Linked DNA regions of Mus musculus: all the other regions are linked to region 4. A link is a contact called in public capture Hi-C and targeted proximity ligation data. All regions are on one chromosome and are shown on one strand. The core of a region is the stretch at or near the end of the contact, and the rest is flanking DNA. Distances in the headings are between cores, read along the strand shown. Region 1 holds the start of Stambpl1 (STAM binding protein like 1). Region 2 holds the start of Ankrd22 (ankyrin repeat domain 22). Region 3 holds the start of Lipn (lipase, family member N). Region 4 holds the start of Atad1 (ATPase family, AAA domain containing 1).

Region 1 (2,700 bases), core at 96-2,595, 1.5 Mb before region 4:
AGAGTCTAGTTACAGAGTACATTTATAAAAATCAAATTAGCGTCTGTCAGAAATACAAAAAAACTGCCCATGGAAACGGGTCTGGAAACAAGTACTACTTACAAATTGAAACCGGAAGTCAAACATTCAAGTGTTAATTTTTGTCTGCTCTCAGGAGTCGGTATTGACCTTGACAGAAGCTCAGATTAACCTTATTTCTGGAGACACTTTTGAAACTCAAGACTTCGTTTAATTTTCGTGGCTAGCAGGATGTCTGGAAAGCAGCGTGCTCACTAGGGCTTACTAGTGACCAAACACTCGTTTCGGGAAGACAGACAGGCCCCTCCCCCTCACACAACCTAGAGATTTTTTTTTCCCCAATCCTCTAAATTAGATTCTGTTTCTTGAATTACTCCTTCATTTTTTTTTTCTTTTTCTTTTACATTTCAATTAACCACAGCACTTCGGACTCTAGACTGTCAGCAGTTATTTCGACGAGTTCTGGAAAATTATGTTTTAATAGCATTGCATCTTTTTGCGCATTTCCCTTGAGGCTTCCAGCGAGCAATCAAGTTATTCCAGTAAGAGAATATGTCTCACGAGGCTAAAGGGCATCAATGCAACATCTAGAAAGTCCTTTCCTCCCCTTACCCTCTAGTATGAAGGTGCTTTTACCAGTTTCTCGCCCCTCCCTCCTTGACATCCCGCGCAGCCGACGTGGAGCCCCACGCAAAACCAGTGAGGTGGGCTCTTGGAATCCTGACATCATCTGCAAGGATGCATTCCAAGTATGAACCAGAAAAGCACGCGCAGCCGGGTCCAGGTCACCGCCCCAGGGCCAAGAGACCAGGAACCACAGCCTCCGCCTTCCTGGGCGAGAAGAAGCTAACCCTAGAGCGGGATAGGGGCGCGTGGGGGCGGGGACCGCAGGGCGACAGGAAGCCACTCGTCATCACCACTCACCTCGGGGCCAGCGGGCACACGTGTGGGGCCACTCACCAGCAGTCGTGCGCGTCCGGAGCTTGTGTGGGATGACGACTGCGACGACTGTCCCTGCGCGGGCCGCGTGGCTCGGGCATCCGTGTGGCCTCTGCAGCCCGGGCGGCAGCGGCTGCTCCGCAAGGCACCGGCGCTTGGTGACGGTGGCACCAGGCTGTGAGTCGCTCCCAGGCTGGTCTAGTCCGGGCCTCTGGGTTCTCTTTGCTCTTGGTCGGTCGAGCTCTGATGCCTTCCGTGGCTTGGACTCTCTCTTCTGTCTGGCGGGACAGCCCCAGCTCCCTTGCAAAACAACGCACAGGCCAATGGCCTCTGAATCTCTGCCGCAGCAACGTAGGGAATGAAATTGTCACAGCGATGGTCCGCCCCCTCCCCCTTCCCCGGCCCCTGGGTGCGGCCTCCGCCTCTGCCTCCGCCCCCTCTGTAGCCACAGCTTCCCACGTGCTGCAAAAAAACCTCTGGGGTGGCGGGTCCCTGCGGAGGGCCTATGGCCAGATGGAAATGGCTGCTTGTGATTTAACCCCCGGTCTACCTGCATACTCGTTGCCCTAGGTTGGACCACCTGGACAGCCCAGTGAATTATCAACTTGGCCTAGAAGCTGGGAAAATGGCTGGGCGACTCCAAAAACTGCAGAGCACGCAAGCTGTCATGAAGCTGAATTTGCCAATGTAATGGTTTAGCTATAGGATTACAGCTTATGTAGGAATCCCATTTTGAGATTTAACCGTGACTAAGCGCTGCCGCCGTGAAACACTCCCCCTCTCCCCACCTTCTTGAACTAGGAAAATACAAACGGTTAGCTCCTTACCATTACTATAGTGTCACCATTATAATGCAGTGTCTTTAATATGGCCATAGACCTGAGCCAGACACAGTGCACGCAACGATTCATATTCACTACAGTCCCGTATACAAAAGCTGCATCTTATATGTTTTCCATGAGTAAGACAGAGACAAGTAAAATTATTTATCTGCGAGTTTTAAATCAGCTGCGTAGTAGTGGAAGGCATGCTGTTAGCGTGGAGAGTGTGGAGGAAGGGGAGAAAGGATGAAGGGAGCTGGAAGAATCCATTCTGATTTGACATCCGTGCTAGCAAGTTTTATAGAAACTTGACACAAGATAGAGCCATCTGAGAAGAGAGAACCTGATTTGAGAAAATGCCTTCACAATATGGGGGGCCTTAGGCAAGCCTGTAGGGCGTCTTCTTAATTAGTAATTAGTGTGGGAGGGTACCAGCACATTGTGGGTGGTGCCACTCCTCGACAGGTGATCCTAGGTGCTGTAAGAAAGCCGAGCAAGCCAAGGGGAGCAAGTCAGTAAGCAGCACTCTAGGGGGCCAGGGGGGGTTTCTCTTTCTCCCCCAACTCCCCGCGATGGCTTCTACATCAGGCCCTGCTTCCAGATTCTAATCCTGCTTGAGTTTCTGCCTTGACATCCTTCAAGAATGGACTGCACTGTGGTAGTGAAATAAGCCCTTTCCTCCCTAAGTTGATTTTTGTCTTGCTGCTTTGTCACAGTGATTGAAACTCTTAAGTAAGAAGACCTCAAAAGCTGCTTCTTCGAGGGAGCAGTACCAACTCGCCAACATTTTAAGAACACTGTCACTGTTGATGAGCTGGGGGTTTCCAGCTTCGGTGGGAACCCAGCTCCAAGTGGAAGAAAACACTACAGTGGGGTGAGACACACTGGCTGTCTTGGTTGGTTTTTCCTTTGGAAACCAAAC
Region 2 (2,700 bases), core at 167-2,666, 1.5 Mb before region 4:
TTGGAGTAATCTTAATTATTAATATCCTCAGATCACACATGATATGTCACATATATGATATGTGTATATGTAGTTTACAGAATGACTATGGATAGTTTAAAAGGCTGTTCAATGAGTTAGAAGTTTGAAAACTGCCATCAGATAGTCTATACAGGAAGACCCTGTGGTGGTGGTAGATATAGGCTATAGGGTTGGAGTAGAGCTTCAGAGATGAGACATGGGACCTAGGCCACAGAGTCGGGAGAGCAAAAGGTAGGAGTAGGCCCACACTAATGATAGGGAGATGAGTGGATAGAAATTTGCTGTTGTCTGCATCAATAATAAGGAGTGAGCTAAGGTGATGTCCTGGGGACAATCAAGAGTTCTGTTTCCATTGGTCTCTTCATAAACAGGGCAGGAGGTCAGATGGATGCTCTTTGAGGCATCACCATCCATCCAGGTGAGAGTGTAGCATCCATTCCTCAGTTTGGAGTGTCTGCTAAGTCCCCAACCTACTCCTCCGATCATGATCATAATATGCCCATGTGTTTCTGCGATCCCAGTTCACAGCGACCAATGTGCCTTTCCTCCTTTAAGGAGTAAACTACTTTTCAGTTAGGGCCTCTCAGGTCATGTCAGACAGCTGCTGTTGCTCCTGTGTCCAGCAAGATGAACAGTCATCCGCCATTCTCACAATGGAGTCAAATGTTGCTTGTAAACTGAAATCTGTCAGGGCAAGGCACGGTCTGAATAAAACAAGTGTCACACAACACAAAAGAACTTTGAGCAGGGTTTCAGCTGTTCCCTACAGCACCACGATAAGAGATTATAGTAGCGATGACTGCAGGCACAGAAGGTGCTAGTGGCAGCGGAGGAGGCTGAGTCACAGGTACCACAACAGATATAGCAGGAGTCAGGCCTGGTGCTCCACAGCACCTCAGAGTGATCTACTTTGCATCTTTTTTACTTATAAAAAAAGTATGAGAGAGGACTTTGAAGGTTCTCAGAAGAATGACATTAAAACATATAGAAATGCTAATTACTCTCACTTGACCATTATATATAATACTTTTTGAATTATCATATAATACTGAATACATGTGTATAATTACCACACATCAATTAAAATAATTAAAAAAACTATTAAGTTAAGTTTAATTTATTAACTTACAGGGCCCTTTAAGTGTCTGGGGGAAAGGTGTAACTTGCTAGCCATGACTTTAAGGATTATTTACCTAACTAGATCCCGTGACTCTCACTAATGAGTTGGCTGACTATGATGGCCACTGAATGCTGGATTTCAATTCAGAAATTGCGTAAGTACAGAGTCCTGTTTTGAACTCTTCCTGCTGGCCTAAGAAGTTCCTCCTCCCAGCACCCCACCTGTGCTTCCTTTTTTACTGCCGCCTCCACTGGCAGAGGTACATGACTCAGAAACCGGTTCCCCTGGCTGTAACAGTGATACAGCTGGGATCATTACCTGTAAGCCAATGCCTTCTCTTCATAGCCTGTCTCTCTACAAGGTGTGTTGCTGTCACAGACTGCTGAAAAGGCATTCCCAGGTGTGGAAAGAGAGGGCTCGCCACCAGCTTGGACTTCCAGGGACCTTATTTTCCTGGAAGAAATTTAATATTAATTAGAAACGCCTCTAGAAGATTCACTACTGCATTGTAGAGAGGGTGCGAATCCAGGAAGGACCGGGATGGGAATCCTATATTCTGAGGTAAGTCATAATTCTGAACATAGGAGTCCGAAGGGGCTAAAAATTTCTTTTGTTTTTCCACGATTAATTGTCTATCCCTGTTATCATGACTTATTTTCAATTCTATTTAGTGTTCCTTGTGAGTATTAAGTCAGGAAAGATCTCTTGTGATCCTAAGATATTTAGGGTTTATTTTTTGTTTTGCTTTGTTTGTTTTGGTATCTTAACACAAGTTAGACTGAAATAATAAGTTTTAGCTAGACTCAAGTTGAGAGTGATGGGATACATATTTTCTGACATCCTAATTGCAGAGGTGATACCGAAAAACGGGGCTGTAGCTATATTGTGTCTCAGTGAAATACACGAGGGCAAGAGAAACTCATACCTAATTGGATTTTCTAAAAAGCCAAATGATTGGCAAGCTTTTCATGGAACCCATGACTACAACAACACCTTGAAGCTTATTATGTGGAAGGAAGTTCACCTTTGGCAATTATTAATATAGGTTATCACCGTATAGACACAATGACAGGAAGTACCGCTTTGATATCTGGACTATTTCCTCTTGATAGCTGTCAGGACATTTTTCTACATTGAACATAGCTTACTACAATCAAATACATTTTCAATGTTTCAAAGGGTGATGTTTGAATAAGAGTATCAGAGGCACAGTAATGTTGTTGTGGTAGTGGTTCTTCTTCTTCTTCTTCTTCTTCTTCTTCTTCTTCTTCTTCTTCTTCTTCTTCTTCTTCTCCTTCTTCTCCTTCTCCTTCTCCTTCTCCTTCTCCTTCTCCTTCTCCTTCTCCTTCTCCTTCTTCTTCTTCTTCTTCTTCTTCTCCTCTCATTATTATTATTATCATTATTATTATTCATAACTTACTCCTTGTCTGACATAATTAACTTGCTAATCAGCATTCCATTCTCTAAGCTCAAGGGAGCCTCATTGATTTGGATCTGCTAGCATGAAAGGTGGTTGTTTGGTGCCTGCTTCCAATGAACATGTGCAAGCATGAATTTGC
Region 3 (2,700 bases), core at 85-2,584, 1.4 Mb before region 4:
ACCAGCGCTTAAGGTTCCAGGTATCAAACAAGCCGTTGTTAAAAATAGCCACATCATAGGCATGCCTGGCATAAAATATTCAATGTTTGAGGGTTAATCTTATGCATCTATGTTGATGACTAGAGTTAAAACAGAAATGGGGAGTGATGGCAGGGAAGGTTGGTTGCTTTATAGAAGAACCAAATACAGGGGAAGTTACTTGGAGTCTTATTCATCCAACGCAGTGAGTGTGGCTCTTTCAAGGTATATTTTGCTTAAGTTTTTTTGATGACCTTGTCTTTGTTCAGCTGTTAGTTTAGAGGACAAGTTTAGTCATCTTGACAAATTAAATAGTGCAACAGTCTGTATCCCTGACTTTCAGCTCAGAGAGCAAGCAGAGACAATGAACAAATGGAGTTTCCACCAAGTCATCACACTGGCCTCAGTGTCCAGGGATGTGACACTTCCCCATGCATACTTCCCAAAGTCCTGCCTTGCACATTTTCACATGCAGCCATACTCCACTGCCATGGTTTCAAAGATTACAACTTCAAAGACAGGTCACCATCATCTGAGCAATCAAACTCATCTGCTGGCTGCTGCTAACATCAGCCAGCCTGTACATTTCCACCTCTCCACAAACACGCTGCTTCCTGACTGTGGGTAAGGATGCTAATCGCTTGGTGTGTTAGTTCTTTGTTAGTAGCAGTAAGATATCAACATCTTGACTTTTCTTGTAGTGTGACCTTGAGGATGAAGGGGCCCAGAAGACATAACACACTACAGTGTAAATTCCCTGCATAGGTTATTACTTTTCTTACTGTTGGAATAAGATGCTGATACCAGAAATCCATTACTCTATATCCAATTAATGTCTAAATTTTAAAAGCACACTTTTCTATTTATGCATATAGGTTTGAATACATGCTACATCTGCTCTAAAATACTATCTGTGGATGTTATATATAATTTAAAAACTGGAACTAATAATAGTATCTATTGAAAACATCTAAAACGTAGCCTTCAATGTCTAAGTTACATTACTTAAATATGGAAGAGCTCCATACATTTGTTATTAATAGCATCCTCACTGACAAGTAACAAAACAATGGCTTCAAGACACTTACGATCTGCCCAAGGTCACAGAGCCAACAGGTAACAGGTCTAGGAAGGGCATGCAGACAGCCCCACTGCACCTGATGTCCACTCTTATCTGTCTCCTGGTTGGGATGAATCTCCATTCTTACCTCGTTAGGTGAGCGTCACCTGCCCAGAGGACTTCCGAACTTTTGCTTTTGACATCAGTCTGAAGCTTTGGCTGAAGCCTTGGCTGCAGTGACAGTTAGAAGCTAGAGAAGTGACAAACAGGAAGCTGGTGGAAATGAGGAAACCTTGGAAAATGACACGCCCAAGGCGGCTCCCTAGCGCACCAAATGCATGATACACTTGTAGGTTGGGAAATAGTGGTCGACATGATGCCAAGTAATCATTTTGGCTGACTCACTGATGTTTGCAGCTCCTGTCTGTCATTGATGGGAGGAATCAGCAACATTTTCATAGGAGTGCTTCAAATGGGGAAGCAGACTGTGTTCAGAATCGTATTAGACAAAAATCAGAGATAACAGCATCTCCTTTTCTTAACCTACAGCACCACAATGAGAACCCACAGAAACAGTATATTAAAATACTGGTGTTGGCTAAGTAGTGTGCAGGGAAGCACGTGACTGTGAGTCAGTTGAGCTGCAATCCAATTCTTGACATTGGAGCAGGGGGAGTGTGGTAGAGCAAATTCACCCACTTGTCAAAGGACTTTGACCTAGAGTAAACTCTGGCAGCAATCAGTTTGACTGTGGATCTAGAAACCATTTAACTTCATCCTTAAAGAAGGTAGAGATGCATGCCTAAAAGGCTGAGGACACTTTAGCTCTAAATTCCACATGGGCGGCACACAAGGGAGGTATATGTGTTGCATCCTTCTGTTCTTTTGGTAAATCTACAGAAGCAAAGCTGCACAGGCATTTCTGATTTTTTACTCCTGAAATCCTTTCAGAAACGGAACTATTATCTATATTTGTCCAAATCCTAGGATCGATTTCAGTTGAGTAGGAAATTTCATGCCAGTGACACAAATGTGCAATATAAGGTGAGTCTCAGCTTGTTGGAACAAGAAGGACTTACTCATTACACCACACTCATTTAGGCTTTGTTGAAAGATTCGAACATGTTCTGTTCTGATTGACAGTGTGATGGTAGAGGAAGGTGCACATGTTTGAAATGGCTCATAGCTTTGGACTATTAACCAATACTTCTGACAAATTTTTATGGGCTCTTTGGAAAGTTCTAGAACACAATGCTGTTGTTTTACTGTTGATTTGTTGATATGACTTTGAACAACAAAGCAACACTAATAACAACAACATTAACCTTCCTAGAACTTGGCAAAAAAAAAAAAATCCATAAAAGTTTGAACTGGTCTCCAAAATGTTTTCCACTTTGGCTTATATTATTAGTAATCTGAGGAATTCCTCTTGTCATTTTGCTTTTAGAGAAACAATATTATGCCAAATGAATGTGTATGATCTTTTTTGGTAATAGCTTATCATACTTATATAAGCTTGATATTTTAATAAGTATTCGATGTATAATCAATTATATATATCATGTAGCAGTGTTTATGATATTTTCTATAATTATTAATAGAATAAGGAGTATTGTATAATA
Region 4 (2,700 bases), core at 15-2,514:
GCACTGCGAAGCTACCAGGACAGCCATTGTTGGACCATTCAAGACTGTGCTGGGTAAACCAGTCTAAAATTAAAACAAAAAAACCAAACTCTTTTTAATATTGATTCATTCCATCTATTGTGTTCTTCTATCGAACTCCAGTAAAGTCCTTTAACAAGGAACTTTCCAGGCTCTGGCAGCACTTCTGGGCTGTGTCTCTCCACAGCTATTAACAACATCATTTACTAATATAACTGTCAGCAGAGGGAGGAAGCAGTGTGTTACTTATGTGGTCCAGGGTATAAAGCAATCCTCCTTGCATAGCCACCCCAAATGCTAGGAAAACAGGCATGTGACACCAATCCCAGCTTGGCTGTAGAATTCTTTAGCCTTAAAAGATAATCCTGAAAACAGAGCGAAACAAACTGCCTCCTCCAGGAATATAAAAAGGTCTTAAGAAGTCTGTCTTATTCCTTCATAGTCCCACTGCCTTTATTTGAAGTGATGATGCTCCTTTTGTTTATGGGCAGTGTGTCTACTTATTCTTGTTCCTTAGTAGTGTATATACATTCAGAAGGGGCTGGCTTTCAGATACGGTTCCTTGGAATCTTGGTGTCACGTCCCTCACTTCGCAAGAGGAAGGGGTTAAAAAAAAAAGTCATCAATATGCAAAACCTGTCACCAGATGCCCTATTCTGACCCAACTGCCAGACCTCCCTGGTCTGCCTGGCTGCTCAAGCGTTCAGTGGATTCTCAGGCGCCGCCTCCAGGTGTCATCAGTACAGAGATGGGGGAGGAGGGTGAGCTCACCCTAGAAACCGAAAGGCAGATGGTGAGGCCATGCGCGTCTGAGCAGCATCATGAGGACTTGCTGCGGGGATGGGGGGTGGTGGTGGTGGTGGAAGTTTATCAAACCAGGGAAGCATTTCTTTGCCTTCTGTAAAAGGCTCCTCTGTCAGGGTTGCGTACAGCTCCAGAGTAGCAAGGGATTTCATGTGTCAAGCGTCTTTCCCAATTCAGTTTCTGAGTCTCTCAAGTTGAACTCAGAGCCCTTTGGGGAGCACCCTGTTCATCCTATCTACCTTTCTGAATGTTATCGGCCCAGCGGGTACTAAGGTGTAGGTTGGGGAAAGTAGCTCGCCCCGCACTGCGTCGCCATGCCTTGGCTGGCACGCCACCGGCTCGGCAGGGATCGCGCATGCTCCGTGCGGTGGGGGGCGGGGCTCCAGCCCCCGGAAGCGTTCTCTCCCCGGCCGCGTTTCTTTCCTGTGCGAGGCCGGGCTACGGCTCTCCCATCGTCTCTGGTCCTGCCTCTGGGTGAGTAGCGGGTTCCCGCGGGGCCGGGCCAGGTGCGTCCCCCATCCCTCCCGGTCCCCCAGGGCCTGGCGCTCACCTGGGGAGACCAGCCCGGTAGTCACCTGCCTCCGCGTCGGTCACACTTGAGCGCCGCCCCGGATCCAGCGGATTAACCTCCAAGGGCGTCCGGGGCCTCGCCTTGGCGCCCGGCCGGGCGCGAGCCCTCAGGTCTCAGCGCTGGCGGGAGACTCCGGCTGCCCGCAAGGACATCTCTTGTAGGCGGCCTGGTCATTGGAGGATCGGGGGCGCTCAGGGCGACCTCAGGGCTAGGCTTGTAAGAAGGCGGCTGGAAGGAGCCGGTCCGCTCGTGCCGGCCCCTCTCCTCCTCCCTCTTTGTGCAAAGGCGGAGGTGTTTCTTCAGTGCTGGCCATGCTTTCCCAGAACATGCTGATGTTAATAATGACCTGCCCTCTCCGCGAAGCCTGGCAGGAATTCATTGTCACAGTCTGCGACTGTAGGGCCTTGATAGGCACAGAATTGCTGGGACTTTGAGTTGAGAGACCATTTGGAGCACACTGCAGTGACTTAGGGAATACTGCAGTAAAAACGTTAGTAGTTGCTCAGAGATAGGGTATCCACACTGAAACCAGAGCTAAACAGGAAAAGATTTAAAATGATATGCGTTTAAAGATAATTCTGAATTAACACCGGTCTAGTGGTGTTTCTTAGTGATATACAGCAATGTGTATATTTTGTTAAAATTAGCGTCTATGCAAAATTGAAATACATTCTCCACATTTGCAGCCAATTTGCAGATATATCAGTGCTTTATGAATGATAGATGGGTATGTACCTCATCTGTGGAGACTGTATAAAATATTTCCATTCACTGTCCACACAGCAGAACGTTTCCGTTTCATTTCAGGATTTCGAAGTCACTTTTGGATATGATGAGCAGTGGTCTTTTTTTTTTTTGTTTTGTTTTTGGTTTTGTTTTTTTGTTTTTTGAGATAAGTCTTCTCTGCGTAGCCCTGGCTGTCCTGGAACTCTGAAGACCAGGCTGGTCTCCAATTTGGAGATCTGCTTGCCTCTACGTCCCAGGTGCCAAGATTAAAGGTGTCAGCCACAGTTTTTGGAGTTCTTTATATATTCTGGATATTAATCCTCAGTCAGTCAGTTGACAAAGATATCCTCCCATTCTGTGGGCTACCTCTTCACTCAAATTTAGCTGCTGCTACCACCATCAACCTCTGCCTAGACCCAGAGTAGTCTTAAATCTGCCTAGAGTCAATGTTAATATTGGAATGGGAAGATATGTAAGCAAGAGATTTGTCTGTTGGTGGTGTTTTTTTTTTTTAAAGATTTATTATATTTAAGTACACTGTAGCTATCTTTAGACACACCAGAAGAGGACATCAGGTCTAA

The links. Capture Hi-C pulls out chosen DNA fragments and counts their contacts.
Region 1: a targeted proximity ligation map of astrocytes shows a contact between it and region 4, with 4 times the contacts expected there. A contact is called at or near these places in 4 of 39 promoter capture datasets (the 3T3-L1 cell line, cranial neural crest, hippocampal neurons and 1 more), 1 of 484 Hi-C or Micro-C datasets (B cells), 8 of 130 datasets of targeted methods (the 230-238 cell line, astrocytes, embryonic stem cells and 4 more) and 2 of 9 other capture datasets (adipose tissue and liver).
Region 2: a contact with region 4 is called in a targeted proximity ligation map of the 230-238 cell line, with 9 times the contacts expected there. A contact is called at or near these places in 9 of 39 promoter capture datasets (the 3T3-L1 cell line, 3T3-L1-derived adipocytes, the C10 cell line and 4 more) and 3 of 130 datasets of targeted methods (the 230-238 cell line, large pre-B cells and pro-B cells).
Region 3: a contact with region 4 is called in a capture Hi-C map of macrophages, with 5 times the contacts expected there. A contact is called at or near these places in 2 of 39 promoter capture datasets (the 3T3-L1 cell line and hippocampal neurons), 1 of 130 datasets of targeted methods (large pre-B cells) and 1 of 9 other capture datasets (macrophages).

Annotation. Positions count from the first base shown.
Region 1 is chr19:34,190,874-34,193,573 of GRCm38.p6, reverse strand. It overlaps Stambpl1 (STAM binding protein like 1), which reads right to left and starts at 1,345. Exons shown (of 11, transcript NM_029682.5): 1 at 943-1,345.
Region 2 is chr19:34,164,757-34,167,456 of GRCm38.p6, reverse strand. It overlaps Ankrd22 (ankyrin repeat domain 22), which reads left to right and starts at 1,416. Exons shown (of 6, transcript NM_024204.6): 1 at 1,416-1,702. The coding sequence starts at 1,682.
Region 3 is chr19:34,065,992-34,068,691 of GRCm38.p6, reverse strand. It overlaps Lipn (lipase, family member N), which reads right to left and starts at 1,334. Exons shown (of 10, transcript NM_027340.2): 1 at 1,107-1,334; 2 at 1-65. The coding sequence starts at 63.
Region 4 is chr19:32,710,862-32,713,561 of GRCm38.p6, reverse strand. Atad1 (ATPase family, AAA domain containing 1) reads left to right here and starts at 1,264. Exons shown (of 10, transcript NM_026487.3): 1 at 1,264-1,296.